Linked DNA regions of Mus musculus: region 2 is linked to region 1. A link is a contact called in public ChIA-PET data. All regions are on one chromosome and are shown on one strand. Each heading gives the region's core, a stretch centred on a gene start, on an enhancer-like site or on the middle of the called end of the contact. The rest is flanking DNA. Distances are from core to core; before and after follow the strand shown. Region 1 overlaps Ptk2b (PTK2 protein tyrosine kinase 2 beta). Region 2 overlaps Dpysl2 (dihydropyrimidinase-like 2).

Region 1 (5,605 bases), core at 1,869-4,368:
TAATAGGTTACTAGGAATCAATGGTTAAAACAACAGGAATGTTTCTCTCACCGCTCTAAAGACTGGAAGTCCCAAGTGCAGGTGTCAGAAACACATCTGGTGACTCCTACTGCTCCTGGGCTTTGGTAGCATCACTTCACTCTGCCTCTCTATTCCTACTGCCGTCTTTACCATAGCTCTCATAAGGACACCCCTGATTAGCAGCCACACAGAAAGTCCAGAAAGACTGTGAACTGAGTTGTTCGACTTAATTATATCTATATAGAGCCTCTTTTGAAATGTGATCTAAGGGTGAGAACATGGGAATATCTTCTTGGAGCAATCGATCCCCTGTTAGCTACCTGGTTGAAATTACTAGTGTTACCTTCAGGTATGTGCAGTGAGTTTAATGTAAAGGTGTTTCACATACATATTACCTTGACACCCAGCTGGGGTCAGGGAACTGAGCCCAGATGATACAAGTCTGTCATTTCCCCCCATTGCTAAGGGTCTCAGTTACCAAAAAGCCTGTGTGCTGCCCTGCCCTGCATCTGATTTCCTGTGAGGCTGTCAGAGATATGGTGCCTTGTCACTTAAAAAAAAAAAAAGATTTATTTTTAGTTATGTGTTTGTTTTTTCATCTGTGTGAAGGTATGCTAGGTTTGTGTATAGGTGCCTGCAGATGCCAGAAAAAAAAGCATTGAACCCCCTGGAGCTGGAGTTACAGTGGATCGAGTCACCTGACATGAGTGCTGGGAACCTAACTCTGGTCCTGTGGAAGACAGGACACACACTGCTATTGAGACTTCCTCCAGTGTAACTTTGTCATTTCCTAGATAACCACATCCTATTCCTTAGCTTATGATGTTAACTTCAATGGTACCCAAGTTTTGAATGTGATATACAGTCTTCTGTAACACTCTCCTGCTCACCTGCCTGCTCTCCATCTCTACCGGCTATCCAGATCTTAATCTCTTGAAGCCCTCTTTCTAGAGACTAGTTAGAATTCTACTATGCTGTTGACACCAAGACTTGGACATGAAGATTGAACTTCAGTGGCCCTGGGTGTTAAATGGCCACATGCAACAAAGAATCTTTTTGCCCCGTTATAGTTAGTGTCACTATTGATATGACAAAACACCATGACCAAAAGCAAGTTGAGAAGAAAGGGGTTTATTTGGCTTGTGCTTCCACATTGTAGTCCATCATGAAGGATGTCTGGGCAGGAATTCAAACAGGGCAAGAACCTGGAGGGAAGAGCTGATGCAGAGGCCATGGAGGGTGCTGTTTACAGGTTTGGTCATCATGGCTTGCCTAGTCTACTTTTTTTTTTTTTTATAGGCTCTAGAAACACTAACCCAGGAATGGCACCACCCATAATAGGCTGGGCTTTCCCACGTCAATCACTAATTTAGCCATGCCCTACAGGCTTGCTTACAGCCCAGTCTTATAGAAGCATTATCTCATTTGAGGCTCCTTCCTCTCCAGTGACTCTAGCTTGTATCAAGTTAACATAAAGCTAGCCAGCACATGCCCCAAATGTCAACAGCACCCTGATCAGACTCACTAATGCAGATTATTAGGCACTATAGCAAATGTAAATACTCTAGATCCATCCCCCACAGCCAATGACACTCTTCCGTTGTTCATTCTGAAGCAAGGCATGTGACCCATCCCCCAAGCCAACTTCACAATGTATTATAAAGTCATTACTTTAAAAGGTATCAGAGTAGCGGGGAACTTTTATTTTATTTTATTTTATTTTTGTAAAAAAGTACATTAACCTGCCTGGTACTTTCCTATCTGCTTTTTCTTATTCTTTCTTCCTCCTGAAGCTCATCTTAGCATTAAGAGCTCTTCCTTGTGGCATATTAACAATCAGAAATTTGAATAGAACAGGTCTATATTTAACAGAGTATTTTTATTTTTGAAGACAACCCCTATGCTCCAAGTCAGTTAAAGATAAGACGCATGTTACTGTCTCAAAATCTTTTTATTCTTCCTTTTCGAAGTTCTGTCTCCATGTAGAACAAAAAAGGTAATGAAGACACAGCTGTGTTGGGCTTAATGCTTATGCCATAAAACTCTTACAGTTCTGTGCTCTGGGCAGAATGAAGTCATTTTCCTCTGGACTATTTCTTCCAGAGGGCAGGTATGGCCAGATCAGCTCTAGGTGTGGCCTGATCATCCTGGGATAATTTTTATTATTTATAATCTTCTTTCTGTTCCTGGTAGCATCCACATCCACCCAAGCTATCTCATCATTACCTATGGTGCCATCATAACTACTATTTATTGAATAGCTAATGTGTACCAAGCATTGTCTGAGCTCTTAATGTACTTGGAATGTACATAAGGCAGGCCAGTCACAGTTATGTGTCATACGTCAAAACACCTTAGTCTGTCAATTAAAAATAACTGGAAATAAACGTAAGCCTGCACTGGTGTCTCTTGGAGAGTTATCACGGGAAGATTCTTTTTGAGGCAGGACACAGTTTTTGGAATCCTCAACCAATCACTGATTAGAACTCAAAGAGTGTATGTGTCCATCTGATCCAAGATCAGACACAGACAGTTGTTTTAGACCTATTTTGCCAATGTCTTTATTAAATACCTAGGAGTCTTAACAAAATACCCCCTGTAGTGTGGCTGAAGACTACAGAAATGCATCGCCTTGTGGCTCTGAAATCTAGGAAGCCAAGATGAAGGTGTGGGTAGGGCTATGCCCTTGAACCCTGTGGAGGAACCCTTGCTTGTCTCTTCTCCAGACAAGCATGAGGACTAGAGCTCAGACTCCCAGCACCTACGTCAAAGCTGGTGGGCACAGAGCACACCTGTGAGCCCCCACTCTGGGGACTGAGACATGGTGTCTTCAGAGCAAGCTGGCCAGATAGACCAGCAAAATCAGTGAGTGCTGGGTTCAAGTGAGAGACCCTGCCTCAACATATGAAGAGGGAGAATGTCTTCTGGAAGACACCTGGCATAAACTTCTTATCTCCACATGTACCTACACACATGTGGATATGAGGACATACATGCATGCACACCACACAGATATAAATGAACATTAGAAAGTAAATATACAAGTCGTGACAGCTATGACATCACTAGATGATGTCACCTCATGAGACTACTTTCTTAAATGTGGTCTACCACCAGCTGAAAAGTCCTCACCTAGTGTATGTGGGTGTGGGGACAAGCTAGGTAGAGATAATCCTTCTTTGTTTCTGACCTACAAGTGAAAAGGTCAAAGATGGGAGGGGAGCCTTCTAGAATCTTCATACTATTTAACGATTTGAATAAATCAACATGAATCTAGAGGAAAGGAAAATTGGAGGAATACAGACATTTTCAAGAAAGTACCAGAAGTCTTTTTGAGTCTAGACTGTAACTCAAGGCAGCTAGAAGACCCACCCTTCAGCACTGGAAGCCTTGGTAGGGGAAGAAGGTGAGGTCTTCCTGGAGCAAAAAGAACCCTGGGCTTATCTAAAGAGACAGCACTTGGTAAAAACTCAGGTTACATATGGCAATTGAGTGAGTAGGGGAACCTCATGTACTGTCATTTTTAAGGAGTGCTTTATTAATAGAGAAAGAAAGACTGACTGTGGCAGCTGGTGAGCTGGGGTTGAGCACCAACACTGCTGCCCCTGCTGTGTGCATGGGTGAGCAATCAAGGGAGGCAGGGCTGGAGGCAGAAGAGCAGGTGAGCCCCCTAATGGAAGCCATTCTCTTGACACACAGACTTCTGCATGGCTGGAGGGAGGGGGTGTGCGCACTGGAGCTGTGGCCCCATCACTCTTCACAGTGTGCACATGGCAGATGGGGGCTGATGCTTTGAATACAGAACCACTGTAGCTTGATAGGGCAAGGGTAGACAATCACAGGGGACACTGTGGCCCAGGAAGCTTGTCATCCTGTTAGAAGACCTTTCTTGTCAGAACTAGATTCACAGCCTAATTTTTTTTAATATATATCTTATATTTTGAGGTAATTATATCATTTTCCCCTTCCTTTTCCTCCTCCCATGAACCCCACTTTGCTCTCTTTCAAATTCATGGCCTCTTTTTCTTTAATTGTTGTTGTTTTGTGTGTGTGTTCTTAAATATATACATACGACCTGCTCAGTCTGTATAATGTTATTCGTGCGTATGGTTTCAGGGCTGACCATTTTGTATTGGATAACCGATGGTGTTCTCTTCCCTGGGGAAGACTGTTCCGCTGTTCTCAGCACTCCTTAGTTGCCTGAAGTTTGTCTTGTCTTGTCTTGTCTTGTCTTGTCTTGTCTTGTCTTGTCTTGTCTTGGGTTGTGGCCTCTTGAGATTCTCCCCCCTTTAATTTTATCATATCCATGGGTGTCAGCTTTGTTCATGTCCTGTTTGTGCAACCATGTTGATGAGACTTCATGAGTGTAACTTCTGACATTTCCAGGAGGCAAAACGTCACAATAAACTCCCCGTTCCTCTGGCTCTTCCTTTGCCCCTTCCTCCATAGAGATGCCTGCGCCTTAGGTGCAGGACTTGTGTTGTGAACGTATCCATTGGGACTGGGCTCCACCTTCTTCATTTTGATTAGCTGAAGTTTTCTGTAATGGTTTCCATTTGTTGCAAAGAGGAGTTTCCTTGAGGAGGGGTGAGGACTCTGCTTCTGTGTGGGTATAGGGTTACATACTTAGAATGCAGTTGAGGGGTTATGCTGGTTTAGTGATGAGTGGATTATAGATTCTCCTCTAAACTCCATGGCTTTACTAACTCCAGAGAGCTGACTAGGTTTCTAGTATCGGGCATGATTTCCCTCTTACTGGGATGACCGTTAGGTCCAGTGAGAAAGCTATTGTTTACCAACAGGGTTTGTGTGCACCCTTAGGGAGGCCTGCTTCGAAAGCTTGCATGATGCCTTCTGGCACCGTAACAGGGAGACAGCTTTCAGTTCAGATCCTGCTCTGTGCTCTCGTCCCTATTTCTGAAGTGCATGGTCACACATTAGTTTGCATGATACGGTGTTGATACTCTTTCTGTGTGGTTATGAGCCTCACATTCATTTCTCCCAGCCATGTCTGAAGGGTGGACATAGCTTGCCTCCCTCCAAGTTCTGACACAATGTATTTCCCTCAGCTGTACCGTTAACAGACTTCACAGGTTAAGGGCCCAGTTCATCAGACACCCTTTCCCTCAGATCCTGAGTCACCCACACTTTTACTATGAATTAGTAGTTCCCACTTCCTCCTCAGGCTCAATGAATTACTAGAACAAGTCCAAGAACTGGGAAAGTACACGACTTGATGCTGTAGTTTTATCCTAGTGGATACAAATTGGTACCTAAGAAGCATACAGGACTTCTGGGAGACTCCTAGACAGGAAACTTCTGTATCAAGATCCATCACCTGCTAGGCAAAGCAATGCACATCACCAAGACTCAGGTGAACATCCTGATTCAGATATATTAGAGCTTTCAAAAGGAAATAAGGCATGGTTGATGATGAGTGAACTCTTTGGCTGCATGGACCAACTTGATTTCTACCACCCCGCAGCCCCAAGCTTGGGCTGACTCTCAGGCTCTAAGTTGCAGCTCTCCAAGAACATAGCTAGCTGGTCTTTACAAACTGAAAACCAATATGTGATTGACCAGT
Region 2 (5,605 bases), core at 1,622-4,121, 610 kb before region 1:
CACTAAGTTCTACCACTGAGATTCACATCTCCACTCTGAGCTACATCTTCGCTCCACTAAATCGCCCAGGCTGGCCTTGAACACACTCTAGCTCAGACAGGGTCTTGACCTGAGATCTTACTGCCCCAGAATTCCGGGTGTATAGGTCTGCCTCACAAGACCCACCCAGAATGATTTTCTTTTTATTTGTAAAGCATTTACACACACACACACACACACACACACACACACACACACACACACACACACACACTATTGTTATTTTCTTCAGCTATTGCCCTCTCAGATTTGGAGTTGTGGATGAGATGAGTTCAGATTCTAGGCAGAGAAAGCATGGGTCCCTGGGGTGGCCAGCAAGGACAGACAGCCTTCTTCTCTGGGGTTTGTCAGTAAACTCCATTTCCTTGAGTCCAGGGGCAGGGATTGCTCTCATGATGGCTTGTCTCTTCCCTCAGGCTCTTGAGTACAACATCTTTGAAGGCATGGAGTGTCGCGGCTCCCCACTGGTGGTCATCAGCCAGGGCAAGATTGTCCTGGAGGACGGCACACTTCATGTCACTGAAGGCTCAGGACGCTACATTCCCCGGAAGCCCTTCCCTGACTTTGTGTACAAACGCATCAAAGCAAGGAGCAGGGTGAGTGGTCTTGCAAGCTTTTAAATATCGTGGGCTGGTCTCTACTCCGCAGATATCCACTAAGCACCATGAGTCAGAATACCGAGATGGGGGCACAGAAGGATAAAGGAAACCTGACATTTTCATCCTGAAGCTTAACCAGCTGCTGGGTGAGTCTGGGATGATTAGAGCTTTGATGCTGAGTGTGGGGTAAGGACTCACCCAGAGGAGGGAAGCACTGCTCTAGCATCATGGAGCAGGATGACAGGGAAGATGGACAGTTGGGCTTTGAAGGCTGAGTAGGAGTTTCTCAAGCCAAAGGATGGAGATAAAGATACTAGAAGATGGAATATGACCTGTGGAAGATGTACAGTGTGTCCAGAGCGTGGTGAACATCGCGTGGCTGGTGGTCAGGAACTGTGAGGTGGAGAAGGAGTAGAGCTTTAAGGGAATTAAGAGAGGAGTGATATTGGGAAGACAGTTTTGTCTTGAAAACGGCACGAGACCCTCTTCGCAGTATGATCAGAGGCTTCTTGGAGGGTTCAAAGGTGATGTTGACACGATGGGGGAAGTTCTAAGAAACCAGTTGAGTAACTCATCAGGGAGTCACCTTGGGAGAGCGTTTGGCCTAGAACTTTGGGGGCTGGTTGCACATCTTTCTCTGTTGTACCTGTCTATAATGGGGGCCATATCCCCACACATCATAGTCCTGTCTCGGCTACCTCTCCGTGACACTGAGAAGGTACAGGGAAGATGTCCTCTGTGAATGTGACATAGGCTGTGGGGTGATTGTGTGTTTCAGCTGGCTGAGCTGAGAGGGGTCCCTCGTGGCCTGTATGACGGACCGGTATGCGAGGTGTCTGTGACGCCCAAGACGGTGACTCCAGCCTCATCAGCTAAGACATCCCCTGCCAAGCAGCAGGCACCACCTGTTCGGAACCTGCACCAGTCTGGATTCAGCTTGTCTGGTAAGGCCAGGGGGTGGGCCGTTCCGGGTAGGTTCCGCAAGCTCTGTGGAGCCAGCCGGAGGCTTTTGGCTCCACTGCTGCGGAAACCGAAAGGCTGTAAATGGCAGCTGGGTTTCAGAATCTTCAGATCGGTTTTTGTGCCATGCCATGCTGAGACACCCACCCTGTGAGTGAAGGGCCGTTTCCTCATCTGTCATGTCCGTTGTTAAAGAATGTGGAACTGGGAGTTTCAGCAGTCTCACCTTGCTCAGGCCTTCCGTGTGATGAGTCGCAGCAAGGTTCCCTGTGGAGTTGCTGTGACATCCACTGCTACACCCTCAGTGGTGAAACGTAGATTTCTGTCTTGGAAACATCCTGCCCCTCTTTCTTTTGGCCCACAACAGGGCCTTTCCTCTCTCCCCCGGTGCCTTGAACTTAGACAGCGTAGTTCATTACATAGACTTTCCTTTTCTTGTCCCATCTGCTGGATTTTATGAAGTGCCATCTGTGCCCATGAGGAATGAGGAACACTTCAGGGTGTTTTGGTTTAGGAGACAGACCCTTAAGCCCTGTTGTCCTAAAGTGTGAGATCAGTCACAATGCGTATTCCCATATCATTCGCATAGACAGCACAGGTTGCCAGTCTGTTGTGTAAAAGAAATGATTGGGACTGGAAGCTAGTTTGCCTCTTTAAAAATTGGAAAAATATGTAGATATTGAACCATGTTGTGACTAAGACCAAAGTCCAAGCACAAAGTGTGGGCAGGGACAAATGGCTCAGCAGTTAAGAATGAGCTCACATCGTGTTGGGGACCCAAGTTTGCTCCTAACACCCATGTCTGGTGGCTTACAACCATTTAGAATTCTAGCTCCAGAGAAGCCAGCGCCCTCTTCTGGCCTCCTCAGGCACTGCACTTACGTGTATAGCCCTCCTTCTCCACATACACAGATACACATAAATTAAAAGTAAAAATAAAATATTAAAAACCAAAATGCAATACTTCTATGTTTCATATACATATAACCCAGTCATGAAAGGGATTTGAGACAGTATTTTTAATTACATCAAGTTCCACTACAGTTAGTCACATCAGGTCAAGTGTGGAATTTTCCACTGGTCACATCCTGTCAACCCTCAAATAGGTGTAGAGTTTAGAGCATTCTGGGTCTGGGAGCTTCAGATTCAGGTTCTTTATCTGAACCATCCATTCCTCCTGCGTGAGAGGCGTGGGTCAAAAGAGCCATACTCTCTAGTACCTTGCATCGAGTCTAGACTTCCCCAGGGAGAGGAAGTCACTTGTAGGCTGAAGGCAGGCCCTCCTACTTCCTGTAGTTTGAACTTCCTGTAGTTAGTGAGGTTTGGAGAAAGAGGTCGGGACATGTGTGCTTGGTTCAGCTTTTTTCCCCCCAGGATTGTTCCTGGGCATACCACAGGAGTCTGGTTTTATTTCTAAAGACCCTCACGCTCACTCGTTTCTTGTCTCTTCTTTCTTCTCTAGGTGCTCAGATTGACGACAACATTCCCCGCCGCACCACCCAGCGCATCGTGGCACCCCCTGGTGGCCGTGCCAACATCACCAGCCTGGGCTAAAGCCCCTAGGCCTGCAGGCCACTTGGGGATGGGGGATGGGACACCTGAGGACATTCTGAGACTTCCTTTCTTCCATTTTTTTTTTTTTTAAAGAGCCTGTGATAGTTGCTGTGGGCAGCCAGTTCCTGGGGCTTCCTCTTGGGCCCCCTGCACTCGGTCTCCCCTGGAGTTTCTGAATTCTCTCACCCAAGTCCCTACACAGTCATGAACACCACACCCAAGCCTAGCCATCCACCCCACACGGAGCTGCATCCAACATGCAGACATGCGCCACCAAGCAGATCCCAGCAAGGGTGCCCCAGTCACATCCTTGGCCATGCAGTTAGCACCTTCCTGTCATGGGGAAGATATAGTGAATTGCCCTGAGCTGCCTTCTTTTCTTTTTAAAAATTTTTAAATAAGGTTTTCTTTGTGGGACTGGGGAGGGGTGGGGAGGGTGGGAGAGATTTTTTTTTTTTTTAATACTAAATTGAAAGCCTGATTCAATATTAATCCTCGGGTCTTGAACTGGACATCCTAATGATGCAATTATGTAACCATTAAGCTGATTCCGAGGCTGGCAGGCTAGGGCCGCCCCTCTGGAAAGGTTCCATGTGTCTCCATCCCCATCCCTTACTCTTCGGGTCAGCTGTTGAGAAGAGGCGGGTTTTCTTCATTGGCCTAGATTTTGCGGCAGATTAGACCTTTTGAAGGTTCTCCACCATTTTCGTACGTCTCCTGTCCTGGTTTTTTCTTCTGCACTCTTGGAGAGATTTAGATGTTGGTCTCCTGGTTTGTGTTTCTCCGAGACAATGCTCTTTTTTTTTTTTTTTTTTTTTTTTTTTTTTTTTCCTCTTAACTCTGTCTGCTCTTAAAGCCAGGCAACCCAGTTTGGTCTCAGGCATAGCCTGAGCAGATCTTAGTTTTGCCCCCACCACCATAGTTTTGTGCTATCCTAGTTTCTGTTAAGATTGGTGCTATCCAATTCCCATCACTAGGAGGTGGCTGAGCTTGAGGCTTGCCAGACACAGGAATGGCCCCGATTATGTCACCAATATTGTCACATGTGGGCCAAGAATAGAGTCACATGTGGTGGAAAGATGAGGAGTTAGGCTGTAGAAGTGACAGTTTCCAGTCAAATCTGTAAACCCAGCCCCCAAGCTGAGACCAGTCTCCCTGTGGCGGAGCCAGCCAAGATGGGGCCATTCTCTCTGTGGAGGAGCCCCTTCCAGCCTTTGTCAGGAAGTGTCTTTGGGGATTCTAGAATGTTGGGACTTCTCAGTGTGTGTGTTGTGGTGGGGGAACTTTTTTTTTTTTTCTGTACAGTTTTTTTTTTTTTTTTTTTTCTCAAAAGGTCTAACATGGTGGTGGAAGGTAGAAATCTTTGGGATACTTAGACTTCAAGTCTTTTACAAGAGGGACAACCCTATTTTGGGAAACAATATCTCATGGGAAGAAAACTGTACACACTGAACGCATAGCCCGCTTAGAGATCACATCGCCTCTTAGAGACCATGTCACCTCCTATCTGTCACCCTTCCTCTTCCTGTCACAGTGACAGGTCTTCACTAGCTGGCTTCTTTCTGTACTTGCTGACTTCTGTCATATTTCTTTCCAGATGTGTTTACAGGTCCCTGTAAGCAGTGTTAGGTCCATAGGCTTTTATGACTCCAGTCTGCAAGCAGTGTTAGGTTGACCTCATAGGCTTTTATGATTCCAGTCTGCTGGTATGAAGCAGAGCATCAAAAAAAATTCGTGATTCCTTGAGTGTCCACACGTTTTGTCTTTGGGGGTTAAGGGTTGGGATTTTGGGTTTGTTGTTAATTTTGTTGTTTTAAAGGTAAATTGCACTTTTAAAAATTGGTTGACTTAATATATTTGCTCTTTTTTTTTTTTTACCTGCACTTAGAGAGGAAATTTGAACACCAGAAACCACTTTTTTTTTCTCCCTGTTTATTTGTTTGGATTCTGAGAAACTTGCAGCTCTTCACCATTTACTCCTGATGTTTCTTGTATGGGGCCGTGGCCCTTTTGGTTGTTTTTGGTCATTTTCTTAAAAACACAACACAACACAATACAACACAACAGTTTTAAACCTGAAGATTTCCGCAGTCCGTGTAAGCATGTTTACCCGTTGGCTCGCTTTCTGTGTCTGTTAAATGAATGTCATATGTAAATGCTAAACTAAGTCAACAGTGTCTCAGAACTGAATAACTGCAGTGACTTGATGCTCTAAATCATTGTAGGATTTACCGCTAGATGGTTTTGAACCCTTGAACCTGTGATTGTGACCCATGAGGGGGGACCTTTCAGTGCTAAAGCTGATCATGTGTGTAGCCAGAAAGGTACTTTTTTTCTTTTAATTTTTGTTTTATTTTTTGTAACCACTGTCTTAATGGCAAAATAATTATGGTAAAATACAAGTCTCGTGTTTATTATTCCTTAAGAAGTCTGTGTTATATTACCACGGAACA

Evidence for each region. ChIA-PET counts read pairs in DNA pulled down with a chosen protein or histone mark.
Region 2: an RNA polymerase II ChIA-PET map of memory CD8 T cells shows a contact between it and region 1, with 7 read pairs. The contact joins two enhancer-like sites. A contact is called at or near these places in 1 of 15 datasets of contacts at CTCF or cohesin (large pre-B cells), 37 of 484 Hi-C or Micro-C datasets (the 63-12 cell line, B cells, the G1E-ER4 cell line and 27 more), 8 of 115 datasets of contacts at active chromatin or transcription factors (T-cell acute lymphoblastic leukemia, astrocytes, embryonic basal ganglia and 5 more) and 1 of 9 other capture datasets (embryonic tail).

What each region holds. Positions count from the first base shown.
Region 1 is chr14:66,194,009-66,199,613 of GRCm38.p6, reverse strand. The region is part of intron 2 of Ptk2b (PTK2 protein tyrosine kinase 2 beta); the gene reads left to right. Among named protein-coding and RNA genes, the nearest start is that of Gm52098, 18 kb to the right of the region's middle. Within about 2 kb of position 3,118, at least 16 of the 459 cell types and tissues checked have an H3K27ac peak or open chromatin away from gene starts, as enhancers often do. A contact at or near this core is called in the 63-12 cell line, B cells, memory CD8 T cells and 1 more, where this site is marked.
Region 2 is chr14:66,802,892-66,808,496 of GRCm38.p6, reverse strand. Dpysl2 (dihydropyrimidinase-like 2) reads left to right here. Exons shown (of 14, transcript NM_001378767.1): 12 at 456-635; 13 at 1,417-1,582; 14 at 3,061-5,605. The coding sequence ends at 3,152. Among named protein-coding and RNA genes, the nearest start is that of Gm5464, 63 kb to the left of the region's middle. Within about 2 kb of position 2,871, at least 36 of the 459 cell types and tissues checked have an H3K27ac peak or open chromatin away from gene starts, as enhancers often do. A contact at or near this core is called in the 63-12 cell line, B cells, memory CD8 T cells and 1 more, where this site is marked.